4 separate regions of the Pan troglodytes genome follow, and all the other regions are linked to region 2. A link is a contact called in public Hi-C and HiChIP or PLAC-seq data. All regions are on one chromosome and are shown on one strand. The core of a region is the stretch at or near the end of the contact, and the rest is flanking DNA. Distances in the headings are between cores, read along the strand shown. Region 1 holds the start of ZNF589 (zinc finger protein 589). Region 2 holds the start of PLXNB1 (plexin B1). Region 3 holds the start of NME6 (NME/NM23 nucleoside diphosphate kinase 6). Region 4 holds the start of CDC25A (cell division cycle 25A).

What was found. Hi-C and Micro-C count contacts between places; a contact is called where the count stands out from the background. HiChIP or PLAC-seq counts read pairs in DNA pulled down with a chosen protein or histone mark.
Region 1: a contact with region 2 is called in an H3K4me3 HiChIP or PLAC-seq map of stem cell-derived excitatory neurons, with 8 times the contacts expected there. The contact joins the promoter of ZNF589 here to the promoter of PLXNB1 in region 2. A contact is called at or near these places in 3 of 7 Hi-C or Micro-C datasets (induced pluripotent stem cells and stem cell-derived neural progenitor cells), 1 of 1 datasets of contacts at active chromatin or transcription factors (stem cell-derived excitatory neurons) and 1 of 1 other capture datasets (stem cell-derived neural stem cells).
Region 3: a contact with region 2 is called in a Hi-C map of stem cell-derived neural progenitor cells, with 4 times the contacts expected there. The contact joins the promoter of NME6 here to the promoter of PLXNB1 in region 2. A contact is called at or near these places in 1 of 7 Hi-C or Micro-C datasets (stem cell-derived neural progenitor cells) and 1 of 1 datasets of contacts at active chromatin or transcription factors (stem cell-derived excitatory neurons).
Region 4: an H3K4me3 HiChIP or PLAC-seq map of stem cell-derived excitatory neurons shows a contact between it and region 2, with 2.7 times the contacts expected there. The contact joins the promoter of CDC25A here to the promoter of PLXNB1 in region 2. A contact is called at or near these places in 1 of 7 Hi-C or Micro-C datasets (stem cell-derived neural progenitor cells) and 1 of 1 datasets of contacts at active chromatin or transcription factors (stem cell-derived excitatory neurons).

The regions. Positions count from the first base shown.
Region 1 is chr2:52,262,072-52,267,159 of NHGRI_mPanTro3-v2.0_pri, forward strand. It overlaps ZNF589 (zinc finger protein 589), which reads left to right and starts at 2,748. Exons shown (of 4, transcript XM_516434.9): 1 at 2,748-2,938. The coding sequence starts at 2,896.
Region 2 is chr2:52,457,226-52,462,535 of NHGRI_mPanTro3-v2.0_pri, forward strand. It overlaps PLXNB1 (plexin B1), which reads right to left and starts at 2,039. Exons shown (of 38, transcript XM_016941029.4): 1 at 2,021-2,039. It overlaps CCDC51 (coiled-coil domain containing 51), which reads right to left. Exons shown (of 4, transcript XM_001156597.6): 4 at 3,981-4,977. The coding sequence ends at 4,219.
Region 3 is chr2:52,322,700-52,328,354 of NHGRI_mPanTro3-v2.0_pri, forward strand. NME6 (NME/NM23 nucleoside diphosphate kinase 6) reads right to left here and starts at 3,205. Exons shown (of 6, transcript XM_016941020.4): 1 at 2,497-3,205.
Region 4 is chr2:52,206,493-52,212,213 of NHGRI_mPanTro3-v2.0_pri, forward strand. CDC25A (cell division cycle 25A) reads right to left here and starts at 2,855. Exons shown (of 16, transcript XM_009445387.5): 1 at 2,767-2,855; 2 at 2,175-2,612; 3 at 1,100-1,176. The coding sequence starts at 2,344.

The DNA.
Region 1 (5,088 bases), core at 1,498-3,997, 190 kb before region 2:
TAAAGAAATTTGCAAAACTGTAAAATAATGCCTCTTTTGTTACTAAATTTTTTAAAGGAAATCATATTTTCATAAAAATATGTTAACAAGTAATGGGTTTATTATTGTTTTTAAAATGAATATATACATATATGAAATTTCTGCATTGAAATATCTAGTTTGGTAAATAGTGATGAATTTAGCTCACACAAACAAAAGTATAACCATCCAATGGGTCCACCTTCCCTGCTGCCTAGACAGAGCCAGTTTATCAAAGACAGGGAAATTGCAATAGAAAAAGAGTAATTCGGCTGGGCGCGGTGGCTCACGCCTGTAATCCCAGCACTTTGGGAGGCCGAGGCAGGCCAATCACGAGGTCATGAGATCGAGACCATCCTGGCTAACACAGTGAGACCCCGTCTCTACTAAAAATACAAAAAATTAGCCCGGCGTGTTGGCGGACGCCTGTAGTCCCAGCTAATGGGGAGGCTGAGGCAGGAGAATGGCATGAACCCGGGAAGCGGAGCTTGCAGTGAGCTGAGATGGTGCCACTGCACTTCGGCCTGGGTGACAGAGCAAGACTCCATCTCAAAAAAAAAAAAAAAAAGAGTAATTCATGCAGAGCCGGCTGTGCGGAAGACCAGAGTTTTATTATTACTCAAATCAGTTTCCTCAAAAACTCAGAGATCAAAATTTTTAAGGATAATTTGGTGGGAAGGGGGCCAGTGAATCAGGGTGCTGATTGGTTGGCTCGGGATGAAATCATAAGGAGTTGAAGCTGTTCTCTTAGGCTGAGTCAGTTCCTAGGTGGTGGCCACAAAACTGGTTGGCAGTTCCAGCTGGGGCCGTTCAGTTGTCAGAAATGCAAAAATCTGAAAAGACATCTCAAAAGGCCAATCTTAGGTTCACAATAGTGATGTTATCTTTAAGAGTAATTGAGGGCTGGGCGTGGTGGCTCACGCCTGGAATCCTACCACTTTGGGAGGCCAAGGTGGGCGGCTCACCTAGGTCAGGAGTTTGAGACCAGCCTGACCAACATGGAGAAACCCCGTCCTTACTAAAAATACAAAATTAGCCGGGCGTGGTGGCGCATGCCTGTAATTCCAGTTACTCGGGAGGCCGAGGCAGGAGAATTGCTTGAACTCGGGAGGAGGAGGTTGCAGTGAGCCGAGATCGCACCATTGCACTCCAGCCTGGGCTCAAAAAAAAAAAAAAAAAAAAAAAAACCAACCAAAAAAAAAAAAGAATCCAAAAATATTAGCGGGGTATGGTGGTGCGTGCTTGTAATCCCGGTTACTCAGGAGGTTGAGGCAGGAGAATCGCTTGAACCCAGGAGAGGGAGGTTGCAGTGAGCCGAGATGGCACCACTGCACTCCAGCATGGGCGACAGAGTGAGACTCCGTGTCCTTTTCCCTAAAAAAAAAAAAAAAGAGTAATTGGGGAAGTTGTGCTTCAAAAGAGTAATTGGGGAAGTTGTGCGTCTTAGGGCCTCTGGAATAATGGCTGGTAATATTTAGAATTCCAGCCCTTCTCATCCTACTTTGGTGGCTGGTGGCCTTTCATTCATTTTACAAGAACAGTTTAGCCCTTGGGAAGGGCTATTATTTAAGCTATAAACTGAATTCCTTCCCAAGGCTACTTTGGCCTATGCCCAGAAGTGGACAAAGACAGTTTAGAGGTTGAAAGGAAGATGAGGTGGGTTAGATCTGATATCTTTTACTGTCATTGATAAGGCTCCGATGACTGGAGGAACACCAGGGTCCTTGGTCTCTGATAGGCTTAATAACACAGACACACGTGGAGTGGTTTTAAGGAGCGAAAAGTTTAATAGGCAAGAAAGAAGGAAGGAAGACGAAAACAGCTCCCCCATACAGAGACAGAGGGAGCGGGGATTCCAACAAAGAGAAAGCGCCGTGTGCGGAAAAGTGGCTGCTTATCTGAGGATGCTGGAGGAGGCGGTGTCTGGTTTCCATAGGGCTCAGGGGATTAGTTTGATCAGATGTGTCATTTATGTGGCAGCCAAAAACCTGGCCCTCCCACCCTAGCTTTTTAATATGCAAATGTAGGGCTCCATGAAGTTCTACACACGTGGGAATATGTGGGGGGTGGCCATGTTGCCAGGCACATGTCAGGGCAAAGAAAAGGACGGCGGGAATCGCCATGTTTGGGTGCGTCCAGTTTCTAATGGCCTGCATTTCCATATCAAAGCTTGCCATCCTGCTCTAGGAGCCCAGGCTTTCCTGCTAGACAAGAAACCTTTCTGGAGCTGCTTTAAAAGAAACAAAAACTTCCCAAGGACCCCTTTCCTTCTCTATCTGCTTAAAATAATTTCTTAATAACTCCTATAACATCATAATTTCCTTAGGTATAATTTTGCAAAGGCGGTTTCAAAAGCTCTTTGGGGTCCTCAGTAATTTTTAAGAGTGTAAAAGGATTTTAACAACAAGTTTGCGAACCACTGTCCTTGAGAAGCTCTCCATGGATGCGCATGAGTCTGTCCAATTGGAGTCCTGGTGTATTTCTACATTAGATACCACACAGCAGTGAACACACAATGAACAGGTCAACACGTGTCATTATAGAACTGCGCAAAAGAGCTAGTATTTATATAATGTTTACAACCATGGAAAACAACACTATATTTTGCTTATGGGTACCTGTGGTAAGCACAACCCCAAATATTGCGGCCGAGGGGGACCTAGAAGGTCAAAGTGCGCCTCAGCATTTTCTCTCGCCCTGCACAAGCCGCATTCCGCCCCGAGAACTACGCTTCCCGGCAGGCTGCGCGCCGCGCGGTGACGCACTTCACCCAGTCCTGCTTCTTTCTTCTGGCGCCGCCAGTGGCCCGCGGTGCGCATTATAATCCGTTTCACACACGGTGCTGCTACCTCGTTTGCTTCGTGCGTGCGTGCGCAGATGTGGGCCCCGCGGGAGCAGCTACTGGGCTGGGCTGCGGAAGGTGAGTCGGGGCCGCGAGACCGCCTCCCCCATTCGGTGCTCCAGCCGCAGGCGCCGCGCAGGCGTCGGCCGTATCCACCAGGGATGCGCGTGGGGTGCGAGCTGTGTGAGGCGCTGACTACCCCTACAGCGGCTCTTACTCCCCTGGGGGGCCAGGTTCCTCCCTAGGTGTCCCGTACAGTCTCCACGGTGCTCACTCCACGACTCTTCACCGGGCATCCTGCACTTGTGCACTCCGGCAGTCATTGGCCATAAATGGCTGCTGAGCATTTGAGAGGTGTGGAGTGCAACTGAAGAACAGCATTTTGTATTATTATATTATATCATATTTATTTTGAGACGGAGTCTCGCTCTGTCGCCCAGGCTGGAGTGCAGTGGCGCGATCTCCGTTCACTGCAATCTCCGTCTCCCGGGTTCAAGCAGTTCTCTGCCTCAGCCTGCCGAGCAGCTGGGATTACAGGCGCCCTCCACCACGCCTGGCTAATTTTTGTATTTTTAGTAGAGACGGGGATTTCACCATGTTGGCCAGGCTGGTTTTGAACTCCAGGCCTCGTGATCCGCCCACCTCGGCCTCCCAAAGTGCTGGGATTACAGGCGTGAGCCACCGCGCCCGGAGTATATTATATTTTTATATTTTTTGAGTCGGTCCGGAGTGCAGTGGCGGGATCTAGGCTCACTGCAGCCTCCGCTTTCCCAGGCTCAAGTGATTCTCGTGCCTCAGCTTCCGGAGTAGCTGGGATTACAGGCGGCGCCTCACCACCCCGGCTGTTGTATTTTTAGTAGAGAGGGGATTTCGCCATATTTGCCAGGCTGGTCTCGAACTCCTGGCCTCAAGCAATCCACCCACCTTGGCCTCCCACAATGTTGGGATTACGGGTGTTAGCCACCCCACCCGGCCCAAAAGACTTTTTTTTTGGAGACAGAGTCTTGCTCTGTAGCCCAGGCTGGAGTGCAGTGGGCGATCTCTGCTCACTGCAACCTCTTTCTCCCAGGTTCCAGCGATTCTCCTGCCTCAGCCTACCAAGCGGCTGGAATTACAGGGACACGCCACCACGCCTGGCTATTTTTTTGTATTTTTAGTAGAGACGGGGTTTCATCATGTTGGCCAGGCCGGTCTTGAACTCCTGACCCCAGATGATCCACCTGCCTCGGCCTCCCAAAGTGTTGGGATTACAGGTGTGAGCTACCACACCCGGCCCCAAATGACTTTGGATGTAACAACAGGAACAGTCTAGAACAGGGCTGGGCAGACTTTTTTCTGTTTGGTTTTTTTAGAAACAGGGTCTCCCTATGTTGCCCAGGCTGGTCTCCAACTCCTGGGCTCAAGGGATCCTCCCGCCTCGGTCTCCCAAAGTGCTAAGATTATAGGCGTGAGCCACTGCACCTGGTCTTGCAAACATTTTCTTTTAAGGGCCAGGTGGTAAATGTTTCAGGCTTTGTAGGCCACACGGTCTTTGTTACGACTAGTGGTCTGCTGTTGTGTGAAAGCAGCCAAAGACCATAGGTAAACGAATGAGCATTGCCGTGTTCCAATAAAACTTTCTTTATAGACATTGAAATTTGAATTTCGGCTGAGTGCAGTGGCTCACGCCTGTAATCCCAGCACTTTGGGAGGCCAAGGCAGGAGGATCTCTTGAGCCCAGGAGTTCAAGACCAGCCTGGTCAACATGGCAACACCCCATCTCTACTTTAAAAATAAAATAAAATAAAATAAAATAAGCTGGGTGTGGTGCCGTACACCTGTAATCCCAGCTACTCTGAGGCTGAGGCGCAAGAATTGCTTGAACCTTGGAGGCAGAGATTTCAGTGAGCCGAGATCGCATGACTGCACTCCAGCTTGGGTAACAGAATGAGACTCTAAAAAAAAAAAAGGAAATTTGAATTTCATATATAATTTTCATTATTATGAAATATTCTGTTTCTGATTTTTTTTTCAGCCAATTAAAAATGTAAAAACTGGCCCAGCATGGTGGCTCACGCCTGTAATCCCAGCACTTTGGAAGGCTGAGGCTAGGATCACTTGAGCCCAGAAGTTTGAGACCAGCCTGGGCAACATAGTGAGACTTCATCTTTGTGTTAAAATTTTTTTTTTCTGAAGTAAAGACTATTCTTAGCCTTTGGGTGGTCTAACAACAGGTGGCAGGCTGGATT
Region 2 (5,310 bases), core at 789-3,288:
CCAAGCCACTTGGTCTCTCAAAGGGAACACATTGGCCCCACTTTTATTAATGACCAGGCCAGGGCAGACTGAAAAGGCTGATCTAGAACCAGACCTCACATCCCCAACTTACACAGCCAGGATCTCCTGCCCATTCCCAATATCTGAGGCCCTGCTCAGGCTCACAGCCAAAGCCTAACTCTGCCTGTGCCCAGTGCTCCCCCACACATGCCCTGGAGTCTCTTCTGGGCCCACCCTACTCTGAACCTTTTCAGGGGGCGCAAGACTGCCCAACTTCTGTCTGTAGAGCAAGCACCTCCCGGACCCCCGTGGAGCTGTCCTCGACAACAAAAGGGGCTCACAAACCCCGCCATTCCGCACCTGCAGAGGGGCCATAGGACAGCCCACATTTGCCTTGCCTGCCAGTTAGTGGGAAACCGGCCTTCCCGTTTCACCCTCCTGCTCAGCTCCCAGGGTTCACTACAGAGGTGAGTTATTCATTGACAGTGCAGTGGTGCCCGCTGCCCGCCCTGTTTTCTGTGTGTTGAGGAGGGGTGGGGAGATCCACCATTTACCAGGCACCTGCGATGACCCAAGGCGCTCATCGATCACCCACTTAATATGTCTGTGTGTGGAGAGGAGGGTACCCCCCACCCGCCCGGGGGTCAGGAGGCTCGAGGTCCGCCTTTGTCAGTCCCACCGGGAGCAGCCAGAAAGGGCTGTTACTACTGAGGGGAAGCCCCGACCTCCCCACTCGGCTCGTCCTTGACCCTCCCCAACCCCCAGACCCCGAGGCGAGGACCCCATCAGTGGCCCTGGGAGGGCGGGGAAGGGGCCGGCCGGTCCCCGGCGGCGACGGCGAGGAGGGGGCGCGGAGGAGCAGCTCCACCTCCTCAGTCTCCCAATCGCGTTCCAGGCGGAGTCGCCAGAGTTTCCCTTCGCGCGGAGAAGTGTGGTCCCAACTCTCAAAACCAAAGCCGCCCACCACTCACCCAGGCCGCCCCTGCCCGGCGGGATCGGGGCCCCGGCCCGTTCCACCTCGGGAGCCCCGTTCCTCGCCGCCCTGGCCCCGAGCCCCGCACTCACCACCCGGCCGGGCCCCGCGGGATGTGCGCGCCGAGGCGGGCGCCGGCCGCTCCGGGCTCGGGCTCCGCGCGCAGCGGCCTCTCCCCGGGTCTGGCGGAGCCGCAGCTGTTACCCGGAGACCGAGGGGCGGAAAACTGCGCCCGCTGCCCGCCCCTCCCGCGCGGCGCTGCCACCGCCGGGAACAAAGGAGACAAAGCCGCGTCGGCCGGGCTCGGCTCCGCTCCTTCCCCCTCGCCTGCTGGGCTGCCCTCCCCCCGCCCGCCGCCCGGGCCAGGCCGGAAGCAGCCCGGAGAGCCGGGCGCGCGGCCCCGAACCGCCCGGGACCCCGCATTCCAGCCCCGCGGGCTCCGCATCGGCCGAGGGCTGGGGACCCGACCCCTCCCGCACGGGGGAGGGCGGGGGCGGGCTGCACCGCGGCGGTCGCCATGGCAACGCGGGTCGCCCGGAGGGGTGAGGAGTGAACCCCGGGAGCCAGAGCCGACCCGCCCCGTCGGCCTCACCTGCTCGCCTCCTTGGAACCGGAACTGGGAACTTTCCTGGTTGCCAGGAGCCGAGGCGGGGGGTCGCGCTCCGCACCCGCAGGTGCTGGTGGAACAGCGTCCCGGCCTCTTCCCGCCCGTCCAGAGCCGGGTAGCACCCGGGTCCCTCACCAGCCCGACCCGTTCTCCTGCCAGCGCCCGGCCTCGCCCCGCGCCCGGAGCTCCCTTTCCCTTCCTTACCCGGCTCCGGTGGTTATCCTCCCCAACTTTCTTTACCTGAACTCCAAGGCGCCTTGTTTCTCCCCTGCGCACCTGGCCCTGCCCACCGCCCCTGCTCCCAGTACTCCCCAACAGCCAATCCCTCCTTCCGGCCCCCACCTCTGGCTGTTTGAGAAGAGCATGGGCTTTGGACCTGGGCTTGCGCCATCAACTAAACCATGTAACCTGACACCAACCCCCCCAGCCTATTTGCTCACCAGTAAGTGGGGGTGATCCCACCTCTAGCGGGGCTGTGAAGGCAGGGAACCTGGGCTGCAGAGGCGCACAAGCAAGGGCTCACTTCCTTCCTTTCTTCCCAGCCCAGGACCCAGACCTGGACCCACCCCAAGCTGAGAAGCGTTGGGCAAGTCTGGGCTCCCTCACTGGCAAACACCTGGGCCTTCTGCGGGAGGAAACGCTGGCAGAAAGGTTCTCTCCTGGGGACCATTTGTACCCTGTGCAGGGCCCTTCACACCCTGGCATGCCCACGGCTAACTCAGGAGCCAGAACCTGGCCCTTCCTATTAGGACTTTTGGAGGACTTTGGCTCAAAGCCATTGGCACAGCTTCCTGGGAGGCAAAAATGTCACAGGCATCATCTGAAAGCCTCCAAGGCCTCCACAGGCTAGGGGAGCCTCAATCAGGAGGTTCAGGTCATCCACACTGGCTACTGCCCTAGAGCTAGAGACACCCTCTTCCCACCTCCCACCAGCTATCAAGGGTCTCCTGTCAGGTCACCCCTTTTCCTCCACTCCCACTTCCAGCACCTGAGTCCAGGTGCTTAGCACCTTGTCTGCACCAACATAGCAAACCCTCCCTGGATCCTTCACCCTTAGCCTCTGACCTCAGACTGCCAACCTGGCACCCCGGGCCTGTGACCTCATTCTGCACAACTCCCCCACACCCATCACCACCCCAGCCAGGACAGTCTGCCCCAGTCCCTCACCCACTTTGGCTTTCCTGCCTATGTAGCTTGTAGCAGCCCCCTCCACATGCACAGAATCCCTCCCTCCCCAAATCCATTCATCCAAGCACACACTTCAGGACCTATCTCACCCCAGAGGAAACTGGGACTTCCAAACCCCACAACCCCCTTCATCTGTACACAGATACGCTACCTCCTGCCCTACAAGGAATGTGAACACTCTAAGCACAGGGGTCTTTCCATCCCATGCCATTCTGGAGAGCCATTACTCGCGAAGGATAGATTGACTGAGGGACCAGGTGCTGAGAACCTGGGGTTGGGGGCATTTGGGCCATGCTCACTGCCCAAGACTGAACACAGGCTCCAAGAAGAAAGTATGCCTTATGGGAAACACTCCTGACTCCACAGGCTCTGAGAGCTCTGCACAGGCACCAGTGAACGAGTCCCCACCTGCAGCCCCCCTGCATATAGCTACCCTGCGCTCCCAAAGGGGAGTGGGTTCTCTGGAATGTGCCTGACTTCCAATACTCCAACACCAGGACTGAATACCAGCCCAAAGCTCCTGTTTACTCAGGGCACACAAGGCCACCCATGGCCATTTAGTCGAGGTCAAGGGTCACTGTTCCCCTCTGAAAAGAGATCATACATATGCCCCACTGCACCTCCCACCTGTGGGAGACCCCCCCCCTCCCTATCACTGCCTCTCCATGCACACTCCCGGTGTCCTGAGCTCTGCCTATGCCTGTGGAAGATATCCCCGGGCTGTCTGTGGGTGTGCACCCAGCCCCTGTGGCACATCAGTGCTGCCCAAAGCACTCTCTGTACCAGGGATCCAGACTGGCCACCAATCCCTATACTTATGTCCCCAGCAACATTTATCAACCATTCTCCCAATCTCCCTTCCCTGCTCTCCTCTGATCACTCCTCCAGTACTAGAACCAGGAAGTTCTCCCCCATATGGTAGAGAAAGTGATCCAGGAGATGGGAAGCAACCATGGTCATGAAATGAGTAGGCAGCAGGCTAGGTTCCACTCACTGGAACTCCCAGGCCATCTGACACTGGACAGTCAGGTAACTGGAGGGCAGGCCAGGAAATCCAAAATGAAAATCTAGGCCTCAGGAGTGCATCCATAACAGTTCAGAAAAGAGGACAGAGAGGAGATGAGAGAGGAACTAAAGGGGGTGACTACCCCAACTCCAGGCCCAACCTTCAAGTCTTGGATCTTGATTCTTAATGAAAAAAACTCAGTCTGATTGTTTTAAATAATAAAACTCAGGATATTTTAATTGGACATTAGCACAAAGTTTTGATAATTGATGTAAATGAACCTGGTCTACAAAGCGAAGCGTGCCTGCTGGTGAGCCACACAGATACTGCTCCTTCAGATTGAGGTTGTACACGCCCCCAAAGGCTCGCTTCATTGCTACGATTCTCTACTTAAATCCACATTCACAGCTATTGCCTCAGACCCTCTGGAGGAGGGGCCAGGGGTTAGCTGGCTTTGAATAGCATGTAGAGCACAGGCAGTGTGGCCACAAATGTCACACAGGTGACCAGGGTGCTATAGATGGTGTTCCTGTTGACTTGGGCTTCTAGTCTCTGCTCCGTGTCTGACAGTGCCAAGATCATGCTCCCCTGCTCCAGCAAGGAGCTGGGCATAGCCCCGTCTGCTGGTTCCACCAGGCCTGGGTGTGCTGCAGACTTTACAAGCTGAACCACCCCAGCCATTTGGCTACAAGTCTTTTCTAGGCCATCAAGCTGCTCTCGTAAGCCTTCTAGACATGAATGGACTTGCCTGGAATGACTAAGCTGCTCTTTCAAGGCAGCTGAAAGGACATCTACATCTCTGTCTCTGGTCGGGGGAGTACCTGCCTGTGACCCAGAGTCCTGCCCTGGCCCAGCAGCATGTACCAGGCCCCTCAAGTCCACCATGAGATTGTGGAGGTCCCTCTGCTGGCGGGAGTAGCTAGACGCCTGTTCTCGAATGGCCTCTTGGAGACTCACAGGCCCCTTCTGTGCCTCCAGGAGTAAAGCCTTCAGCTCCTGTAGTCGCACACGGTTCACATAGGTGGAGCCAGCCACACCAATCAGGGCCCCCAGGACTGAGCCAATGAGGGACCAGTTCTTGGTCCTCTCAGCCCTTGTGCGCTCCTTCTCATGACTTTCCCGCACAGCTGCAGAGAAGAGGGAGAACTTCTCTCGCTCAGAGTCTTCTGCACGCAGATAGGCTGTGCGAAGCCTCTTCTCCTCCTGCAGAAGCAAAGCCATGTTATTGGATTACATGGGCACAAGGTGGCCCTGCAGCTATAGCCACCAGCAGATGGCTCACTACCTTGTGCCTGGCAGAGTACATGTTCCATAGACCCATGCTGAATGAATGAAGGTAGCACCAACCTGGCTGGGTCAGAAGGGCAAAGGAATTGGGAGTGATCAAAGTGAGTTGCATGATCGTCCCACCTGAGCAGTCCTGGGTTTGATCAGAGGTGCACTTATGTCTACACAAAGGGAAGTGTCCAGCACTCCCTAGGCCAGCCCCTCCATAGTTCTCCTTCCTCAGCATTCTGAGTCCCAGGCTACGCTGCC
Region 3 (5,655 bases), core at 1,955-4,454, 130 kb before region 2:
TTTACAGAGGATTTACAATTTATACTCCTAAACAGCCTATCCACAAGGCCTATTCATAATGATGAATTCATCTCTTAAAATCTTCCATCCCATAGTGCTCTCCTATCAAATCTAGAATTGGAAGATTGATGGACAGCAACTGAGGTGCTACCAGGATACCAAAAAGTCTGCTGGATAAACACCATCTCTATTCTAATATTATGGAGAGATCAGGATCTCCTGTGCCCAAATCAAACCTGTTAATACACTCAGCTGTCCTCAGTGGTAACCCTGAGGTCAACACACAACTCCAACATCAGGAACAAGTCATAACCATTTTGCATCTGAAACAGTGCCTGACACAAAGGTGCTTGATCAATTTTATTTACTAAATAAACCTATATAGTCTTATTTCTATTCATCTTTGTATTCCTAATGTCTAGCATGGTGTAAGAGCTCAATATTGTAGAAATGATATAATGGACATAAAAGCATTTTATAAACTGGACTAAGGGAATTTTGAGGTCTTTTCCAATTGTGAAATCCGAGTTATACGTGAGAAATTTATCACCTCTGCAGGAGTAAAGACTTTGTCTCAAAATCTTATCTCAATATTATCTCTCATTTGGCCATGTGTAGTGGCTCACACCTGTAATATCAGTACTTGAGGCCAGGAGTTTGACCTGGGCAACAAAGCAAGACCCTGACTCTACTACATATGTGTGTATGTGTGTGTGTGTATATATATATAATATATATGTGTGTATATATATAAAATCATTTGTCGACAAATACAGAGAAGGCTTCCATTAACATAGGCAGGGACAGAGTCTAGACAACATTCTCATTTATCTTATCCTAAAAACTGTCAATCATGTTAAAGGTGGTATTAGAATCTGGCCCAAGCAAAGAAACTGCCATGGTCTCTCCTATTCATGTCCTTTCTACAGCTTTCAACCTGATTTTCCACTCAAACCATAAAGCCACACCCAACTCTAACCAGTACAAGATCAGCTAACCCACTCTCCCTAATGCCACAGGCGGTAACACGTCATTTTCAGCAACTGTCTACAGAGACATCCATGACACCTCCCCTCCCTCACTCTTCATATCCACACGATCACCAACTTCTGGCAATTTTCCCTACCTAATATATCTCAAAACCCATACCATTCTCCCATCCTCAACTGCTACCACCATAACTCTAAGACATCATCATTCCCCTCTGGACATCTTGACAGCCTCTTCTTTGGTCTCCCAGTTTCTGTCCTGCCAACCTCTACAATCTCCACACAGCAGCCAAAGTGAACCACACATGAAAATCTAATCATATGGTTCCCCTCCTTAACCCTTTAAAGGGCACCCTGTTCTTAGAATAAAAACCAAAATCCTTATCACGGCCTCCCAGGCTCTGCATGATCTTGTGGTTCCCCACGTACCTCTCTAGCCTCATCTGGAACCCCACACTCCGTAAGTTTCTCTAGCTCCAACCTCATGGGCCTTTCAGTTTTGAAAGACTTTCTGGCTTGACAGCCTTTGTGTGAGTAGTTTTCGCAGTCCTGAATGTGCTTTCTCTGATTGCCTCCTGCCCACCTTAGTGATCTTAGCTCACTTCCCGTTACACTTTCTCACAGCTCCTTGCAAGTTCCCTTCAGTTCCGTCTTCACCACCAGAAGGTGTAAGCAGTACCTAGCACACAGCTGGCTCTTAACAGTATCTGAATGAACCAACGAATGCACCTCATCCAGCCATTCCAAGGCCAGGCTGCTAGGGGTTCTCGTGGCAAGAACACGCGGCCTGTAGGGAGGACATAGTTCCTTTACTAACGCAGCTAAGTTGTGGCTGTCTTGACTCTTGGTTTACAACAAACTGACAAGTCGAGAATCCTGTTAGACTTAAAGGTGACTCCATGAGAATTAAAAATTTTAGGCAGGGCGCGGTGTCTCACGCCTGTAATCCCAGCACTTTGAAAGACCGAGGCGGGCGGATCACGAAGTCAGGAGATCAAGACCATCCTGGCCAACATGGTGAAAGCCCGTCTCTACTAAAAATACAAAAAAATTAGCCAGGCGTAACGGCGCGCGCCTACAGTCACAGCTACTAGGGAGGCTGAGGCAGGAGCATTGCTTGAACTCTGGAGGAGGAGGCTGCAGTGAGCCGAGATCGCGCCACTGCACTCCAGCCTGGCGACAGAACCAGACTCCGTCTCCAAAACAAAAAAAAAAGTAAAGCTGTCGGTACACTGCCCCCCCCAGCACTCGAGGGGGCCACCACTCGCTTCCTGGAGGGCGGCGGCCCAGCCCTGGTCCACCCACGCGCGGCCGGGACCTGCGCCCCTACCCCTGTGGCCACGCCCTCCAGCCCCCCGGGCTCACGGCCTCAACTCTCGACCCAGCCCCCTACTTCTCTAGGCCTGCAACCGCGCAGCCCTCACCCCTCGTACCCGGGGCCTAAGCCCACCCCAGATTCTGGGTCATTCGGAGCCCCAGTGCAGCAGAAGTCCGGCTGCGGGTTCACCTTGTCCTCCGGCACAGGGCCCGGCCACCAGGCGCCACGCTGGATAGCCTGCGGCCCTCGCGGGGTCCTTCAGGCGCTCCCTGGGCAGCCCTGCTCGGGGTCCTAGTCCGGTTGCGCCGCGGCGTGGGGCGAGGTGTGAGTTGCCCTGGAGGGTGGCGGGTTTTCCAGGCGCATGCATTTGCCGCGGACGGGACGAGAGGATGAAGCCGTTCTGGGCGCCGGAACTCGCTTGTGGGAACCGCCCCTCGGAAGCCGGCCTGGGCGCCCTCGGCGGGAGGGAGTGCTGGGCCGGGTGCTGGCGCAGCGCTACGCAGGGTGGCGGAACCCAGAGGACCGGACGGGCTCGTTCAGGGTGGCGGCCCGGCGGGGGCGATGCCCGCCAGCAGAGACACCGATGGAAACCTTGCCCAGTTATTTTCTTTGCCTAGGGTAGTTCCTGGAACATGGTTGATGCCCAGTATTTGTCAAAAGTACGCGGAGGGCAAAGAACTTAAGCGCTCGATAGCGAAGGCACAGGCCCTTCAAAGTCTTTTGAGCTCTGAGCGATACATTAGCATGAAGGATCGTAGCTAATATGGGGGTTGATGAAGGAGGATCCTTGGCTGGAGCCCAGGTGTGCATAGGGCATGAGGAAAGCAAGTCATAACGGCCTTTCACGTGTCATTAGGAATCTGGGCAGCAGGGTGTGGTTTGGGTTACTCTGGAGTCTATTGAAGCAGCCCAGGGTGAGGAGATGAGAACTGGGGGTATTCCTGGTGTGTACTGTGATGTATGGAGAGGATGGGGACAGGGAGAATGGATCGGGGGTCAACTGTGGCAGGTGACCAGAAACTTGGTGACAGATTGAATAAAGATGGTTAAAAAAAAAAAAAAGTGTTTTGGTTTCTTGGGTTTTTTTTTTTTTTTTTTTGAGGGAAATCACTGAGAATGAGAAGAATGAAAATAAACGATAACTGTCATCAATGTAAAGACTTCCTTGCACATTTAACTGACTTCAGTGTCTGCCTACACAGGTATTGCCCTCTTGGAAGGTTTATCCCCAACTCATGGCTTCTGTCTCTGCAGCAATAAGAAGCCACTTCCCAATAGTTTCCTGATACCCAGTCACCTTTGGGAACTTCTGAGGAAAGTTCTTCCAGTCTCTCCGCAGACCCTTGCATCTCTTCTCTTTTTGTTTAGACCCTTGATCACCACCCGCTATTCTAACCTTAACTCCTCTGCTACTCAGTTCCAATCCTAACCCAAGCCCTAGTCCCTAAATTTATAATCCTTTAATCCTAGACCTGGTCTCTAGATCCTGAGCCCTTGATGCTTATTTTCTAACCTCCTAATCCCAACCTCAAATCCCTAAACCTCAACCCATGAATTCTGACCTCTGATTCTCAAACCCCAGGCCCCCAACCCTGACTCCAAAAATGACAACCCATTACTTCTCCCTACACGGAATCACTGACGGAGTTGTAGCAACTGAATCTGCAGTAGGCCAAAGGACCCAGTGAGTTAGCCAGCAAACTACTCTAAATAAAAGATATGGTGGATAACAGCAAGCCTAAACAAATCTTCCTCAAAGATGAGCAACACAAGTCCCAGTCATTATGACAATACCTCTGTATCTCAACAAAGGGGCTTAAATCAGCAAGTCATCCCAGCCCCTGAAGGAAGAGAACAGTCCTTGTAAGTTGCAAAGCTCTCAGAGGACATGGGTGGCTCAGTAAAGCCCCTGTTCTAGGACACAGCAAAAGAAGCAACACAATAACCACCATGGCCCAGTAGATGAGGGCCACAGCCAGCATCGCCACCCCTGAGTCTGCCTTCCCAGTATGATCATCAGGACTTCAGAAGTCCCAGCAAACCAGTTAAACAGAAGACAAGAACCTTATGTGAAGCCAAATTCCAGACAACTGATATAGATGGCATTCCAGAATCTGCAGCATTCCAGCATGCAACAAACTGCAATAAGTGACACAGATCTCTCCCCGACAGACACCTTATGAGAAGCAAGGGGGAAAAAATGCTCCAATAAAATGGAATCCCAGAATCTCTTCACCATCCCACCCTCAAACCCCTCCCCATTGCCAGGATGCTATGGCATAAGAGGCAAAGGACAATTCACAGTAGTAATAAAAAACATTTACTAAACACTTAGAAACAGTACTGACCAGGTGCCTCATTCAATGCTACGCTTATGTGAATTCTGTATGTATACTGTACTTAGATACAATTTTTTAAAAATTGATACTGCTAAAGCCTTGCTTAGATGGAAATTTGTAGCCTAAAATACATATATTAGAAAAGAAGAAAGACTGGAAATTCAGTAAGCCTCCACCTCAACAAGTTAGAAAAAGAGGAACAGAGCCTCAGAAACCTGTGACACATCATCAAGCATATAATTTGTTATTATTATTTATTATTATTATTTTGAGACAGAGTCTCACTCTGTTGCCCAGGCTGGAGTGCAATGGCGTGATCTTGGCTCACTGCAATCTCTGCCTCCCGAGTTCAAGCGATTCTCCTGCCTCAGCCTCCCAAGTAGCTGGGATTACAGGCACCTGCCACCACGCCTGGCTGATTTTTGTATTTTCAGTAGAGATGGGGTTTCACCATGCTGGCCAGGCTGGTCTTGAACTCCTGACCTCAGGCGATGGATCGCCCGCCTCGGCCTCCCAAAGTGCTGGAATTACAGGCATGAGCCACTGCGCCTGGCTGTTATTATTTATTATTAACTATTGCTTTATGCAATTGTCTTTTAAATCATATAGGAGAATAAAAGATTTACAAACAAAACCATATATTTATACTGTCTTTAACTGTGTAGTTACCTCTACCAGTTCTCTTTATTTCCCCTTGTGGATTTAAGTGTCCTTTCGCTTCAGCCTAAAGTATTCCCTTTAGTATTTCCTGCAGGGTGGATCTGCTGGAGACAAATTATTTCGATTTTTATTAGTTTTGTTGGTCATCTTACTTTCTCCTTCATTTCTTTTTTTTTCTTTTCTTTTCTTTTTTTCTTTCTTTTTTTTTTTTTTGAGATGGAGTTTTGCTCTTGTTGCCCACACTGGAGTGCAATGGTGCAATCTTGGCTCACTGCAACCTCTGCCTCCTAGGTTCAAGCAATTCTCCTGCCTCAGCCTCCCAAGCAGCTGGGATTACGGGCATGCAACA
Region 4 (5,721 bases), core at 1,605-4,104, 250 kb before region 2:
CAGAGTTGAGACCTTGTCTCAAAATGAAAAAGAAAAATACAACTACTGGTCATGACATGCAAGGCAAGCACTTGCTGCCTTTAACAAAATGACACCAAGGTGTCCATCTCACAAAAGGCAGCAGGGTGAAGGAGACACTGTTCAGCATTACTTATATGCCAGCTCAGATGACGCAGACCCACCCACCCATAGCTCATGTGTCTATGCAGCCTTATGGAAAGTGAGGTGTTACAGCCCTTGCTCACCACACTGCTACAAGTGATAATCCTATCCCCAGTTCTATATTAAATTACATTCTACATACAGAAGGCTACATTACATTTTAAGACTTGCTCTTGCAGTTCCTTTAACCTAAAGGATCTTTGCACCAATGGTCTTATCTGTACAAATACAGATAAACTCTGCAGTAATATGAATTCATGAAGAATGAAATGCACTGGCAATTTCCTCCATAGCAGCATCACTGAAATGATTTCATGACACTGTACTTCCAATCATTTGACCCTGTATTTTAACCAGTAAGATTGCCTGAATGCCACTTACAGTGGTATGGTGAATTATACTTTACTACCCATCCTTCAAGGGCAAGCACACACCACCTCCTTATAGACATTTGAAACCTATTTCCTTTCTTCATAAACAGCCACAAGGGCTCCTTTATATTGTTCTCAATAATGTTTATCACCGGGCGCGGTGGCTCACGCTGTAATCCCAGCACTTTGGGAGGCCAAGGAAGGCTGATCACCTGAGGTTGTGAGTTCGAGACCAGGCTGACCAACATGAAGAAACCCTGTCTCTACTAAAAAATACAAAATTAGCCGGGTGTGGTGGTGCTGCCTGTAATCCCAGCTACTCGGGAGGCTGAGGCAGGAGAATCACTTGAACCCGGGAGGTGGAGGTTACAGTGAGCTGAGATCATGCCATTGCACTCCAGCCTGGGCGACAAGAGCGAAACTCCGTCTCAAAAAAAAAAAAAAAAAAAAAGTTTATCACCCAATGCCATGACTTCCTCAAGTTCTCACCAAAACTAACCTCCTGGGTGAAAAGGCATGTTTCAGGAAATTCAGAGTATTGCTCCCCACACAGCAGACTTAAATACCTGAATCTGTTGACTCGGACGAGCCCATTCTCTGCAGATTACTGTTGTTCTTCACCTCCAGTGGTTGCTCATAATCACTGAAACCAACAGAAATAAACCATGAATGATTTATAGGATATAATTAAAAGGTCACATGCAGGAGATAGGCCATGAGATTAAGAAGCAGCCAGGCTGCCAGAAACCATTTCTAGGCCACACCACAAGTGGCAAAGATCCCACTTTGCCACTCTGAACACCCAATTAGCACTTGGGCAAAGGAGAAAAAAGGAGTGGGTGGGCATGGCCTTGGACCACATTGCAGGTTATGATGGCTATGGCAAATGTTGGGGTATTTCCTAAAATAAAAGCATGTGTTCTAAGTACTGAGACAGAGTCGGGATGAAAGTTGAACAGGACACTTTGTGCTTTTCAGAAGTTGGGAAACGCACAAGACATGTGCTTAGCAAACGGGATGCCAGAGATTGAAGGGAAAGTAGCTCTTCCGCGGGAAACACCGTGGGATGCATTTTTTGCTATCAGGAAAAGCCCAGGAAGCTTTCTGAAAGTTGGGTAAAAAGACCTGGCCTTAGGAAAGCAGCAGAGTGGACATCAGGAATGTGCACAGGGCGAGGGACTGAGATGATTTTACATAAACGCCAGGAAAGAAAATGCCATGGTCCTTTGTTGAGAAGGAACAAAGATCACAGCAAACTAAGATCCTGAGGATGGTTTAGCAAAGGGTGAAAGTGAGTGCCTAGAAGAGCCTGATTTTCCCCGCGGGGGTAGATTCCAAAGAGCTTCCAGGGATAGAGATAGAAGGAGAGTACGGAGCAATCCGAAAGGGGTGAAGGTGGGCCTGGCTCGGGCTTAGGCCCGAGGATCTCCACCTCTTCCCCTGGGAGGTCCGGACGGCCTCTCCCGCCCAACATTCCGCCCAGGCGGGGGTGCACATGGCAGGCCCTAGCCCGGCTGTCCCCGAGCGGCGAACCCGGACGGACGGGTCTCGCCCTTCTCCCGGTCCGTTTCCTGGCCTGATCTCCCCGAGGCCGACACCGAGGCCAGGGGCCTGGAGCACCGCCCGCCGGTCTCTCCTTACCTGCCCAGCCCCTGCAGCTGGTCCATAGTGACGGTCAGGTTGGTGACAGGCGACAGTCCCCCGGCGGCTGAAGTGCCAAATAGCGCCTTCACGACGGGCTGCGACGCGGGAGGGGGGCTGCAGGCGAAGAGCAGGCGGCGGCGGTGCGGGGGCTCCGGGCCCAGTTCCATGGCGGCGCCCGGCCTCGCAGAGCTCCCGCTCCCTCTTCCTCTGCCTCCGCCGCGACCGCCCCGCCCCGCCGACACCGGCCTCGGCCGCGCGCCACCGGCGCCCGCGGGTCAAACACAAACACGACTCCGCGGTTCAGGGACGCGGCTGCCGCGGGCAAGCGGCGCGGCCGGGCGGGTGTGCGGACCCTCCAGGCGCCAGCCACCAGCCACAGGCACGGGTGCTTCCCTCTCACACCGCGAGGCCAGCGGGCGGGCGGGCGCCGGCAACCTTAAGATTAAATCCAAACAAACGTGGCGGGTCGGCAAGAGAAGGCGGGCGAGAGCCTCGAGGCAACGGCCCAGGCTCACGCTGTCTTCGCTGTTCTCCCACCCGCTTGCCCAGCTCCGGGTAGCAGAAAACCGAGCCGACCTACACCTCTTACCCAGGCTGTCGCAGCCAGGCCGGCCTTTCGCGGTAATAGCGGCTCAGTGGGGGCAGCTGCTGCCCCGCCCCCCTTTCCTAGTTGGCGCCAAACGGAATCCACCAATCAGTAAGCAACTTCTCCTCCTCGCAACCGAAAGGCAGCTAGGCTGGGCCAATGAGAGGGGAAGAAGAAAGCGGCTCGCGGGACTCTGCCAGGTCATCGGCTCTCAGAAGGGGGCGGAGCCCAGAGCAGAAGAGCGCGGATCAAAATGAGAGGGGGATCAGAGGTCAATGAAAACTCCCAGCAGAACCTGCGAGGCGCTGCTCGCGGCTGAAAGGCCCCTTTGCCCCGTCGCATGCTGGGAAGCGTAGTTCCCATCGCGAGCTGCCGTCCAGTTAGCTTCGGCCCCCGTTGGGCCTCCGCTACCTCGCCCCCAGCCGGGCGCCCCACACTCTGAGGCAATGTGGAGGCTAAGGAAGACCTGTGGAGGTCTGGCCGGATCCAGCCTTGGCTCGGCCTCTAACCGTGCAGTATTGTGGACCCCTTTCTTCTGCCCCGGGCCTCCAGGCCCCATTTTATAATGAGGGAGGGAATGCAATGACCCCCAGGACTGGACTCGACCACCAGGGCCCAACTCTGGAGGGCTCACAGACCCTGGGTGCTGCTGGCCTCATGGGATTTGAACCCCGCAGTACAACCTGTGCTGTGGGCCTCAGCATTTTTTGCTCACTTCCATTCTAGCCCTTATTGGATGCTCTTAGAATCATTTCTTTCTTTCCCACCACTTCTTAGCCCCCTGGGAGCTCCTAGAGAGAAATAACAGCAAACACAATAATAGCAAATAATAGCTAAAGTTTACATAATGCTTATGCACTTGACACTGTTCCCAGTGTGTTAATCTGTATTAATTCATTTAATCTTTACAACTCTGTGACATAGGAATTATCCCTATTTTCTAAGTGGGCATATTTACTTTTACAGCGCCGCACCTGTGGCAGCTCCTAGACGGATTTTGAGGGCCATAAGTGCATGATTTAATTGCAACCTACTGCTGGGCTTAGTGGCTCACGCCTATCATCCCAGCACTTTGGGAGGGCGAGGTGGGAGGATTGCCTGAGCCCACGAATTTGAGACCAGCCTGGGCAACAAAGTGAGACACCCCCTGCCCCCCACTCAAAAAAAAAAAAAAAAACCCTACAGTTTGAAAAGCCATGCTGGACAGGTGGAAACCCCAAACCTTTGGCCCCAACACCAGACCCTTCACAGTGAGGAACCTCTCTCTCAGGATTCATCTCCTTTTCTGTGCACCAGTGCTCCACCACCCAGGAACCTCCCTTCCCTCCAGAAACCCCAGGCTATTTAGGCCTCTCTGCACAGTTCACATGGTCTGTGGTCCCACTGTTTCAAATAGTTCTCTCTGTCGTATCTCTGAATACTTTCCTCTCCTCCTGTGTTTTATGTGGTTTTAATACTTGGCTCAACAGGCCGGGAGCGGTGGCTCACGCCTGTAATCCCAGCACTTTGGGAGACCGAGGCGGGCGGATCACGGGGTCAGGAGATCGAGACCATCCTGGCTAACATGGTGAAACCCCGGCTCTACTAAAAATACAAAAAATTACCGGGCGTGGTGGCGGGCGCCTGTAGTCCCAGCTACTCGGGAGGATGAGGCAGAAGAATGGCTGAACTCGGGAGGCGGAGCTTGCAGTGAGCCGAGACCTAGCCACTGCACTCCAGCCTGGGCAACAGAGCGAGACTCCCTCTCAAAAAACAAAAACAAAACTTGGCTCAACATTCCTGTTACTGCATTCATTCATTCAACATATGTTTATTCAAGGATTACTAGAACAAATTCAGTGCTTGAAATAATACCACAATCCCTGCTCTCAGGGAGCTCTGGTCCGCTGAGCATAAAGCTCCTTCTAATAATGGAATTATTACCATGAAAATAGCTGTGGTTTGTGGAGGGATGGTGGGCACCTAGAGGAGGGGCGGGGACTGGGGAAGGCAGTACGGTGGGGGGCACGTCCTAAAGGAGATTAAAGCTAAAGGTCAAGGTTGCTGGAGAAGGGGAGCTTGGGGCTGGGGGGAAGTGCTTTCTAAGGAAACGGCCCTCGGCAGCCAGGAGGTGAGGAGGAACGCCGTACTTGCCGGGAGCTACTCCTGAGTTGATCCAGTCGGTTCTAGAATGGGCACATGGGAGTGGCTGTGAGGGACAGTTCTTGAAAGGACTGGAGTTTGCTGAAGAGTTTGGCCTTATCCTGTGGACAGTGGAGGGTGTGTGATAACCGGATCAGATTTGCTTTAGGGTGGATCAGTGGAGGAGAGTGGGGAGGCCTGAGGAAAAAGGAGGTGGCTGTCCCAAAAGTCTGGGAGATTCTGAAGCAAGGTGGGGGCCTTAGAGACAAAGGAAGGGAATGATCCTGGCAGCCCTGAAGGAGGTAGATCTCATCAGATTTTGATAATTGAGAGTTAAGATTGTAGGGGGCTAGAGGGAAGGGAGGAGGCTAGAATGATTCTTAGGTAATGATTCAAGTACCTGGGTGGATGTAACATTTCAACAATTGGAGGCATACTTCTTGGAGGAATTTGATGAGCTCAGTTTTGTGCTGGTGGACTGGCTGGGGGGTGTAGTCAGGAGGCAGATTTGGTGTTGATTAGCATGAAGATGGTAATGCCCATTGAGGATGTACAAAGGGTTTTTAGGACCCTGGATCTGGGGAGCACCAGCATTGAGGACTTGATGTAGTGAGACAGGACCGCAAAGCTGGGGCTGAGATAGAAACCACAAGGGAGTAGCCGAGTCCATAGTTCAGAGGTGCACCCAGGAGAGTCACTGAAGGTGGCCAGAATGAGGTCATGGGCAACTATGGAAATCCTGTAGGAAGGCGAGGAGGTGGCCACAGAAGGCCATGGGAAGGGAAAAGTTGGCACAGAAGCTACAATACAGTTCAAGTGTGCCAAAATGCATGTACA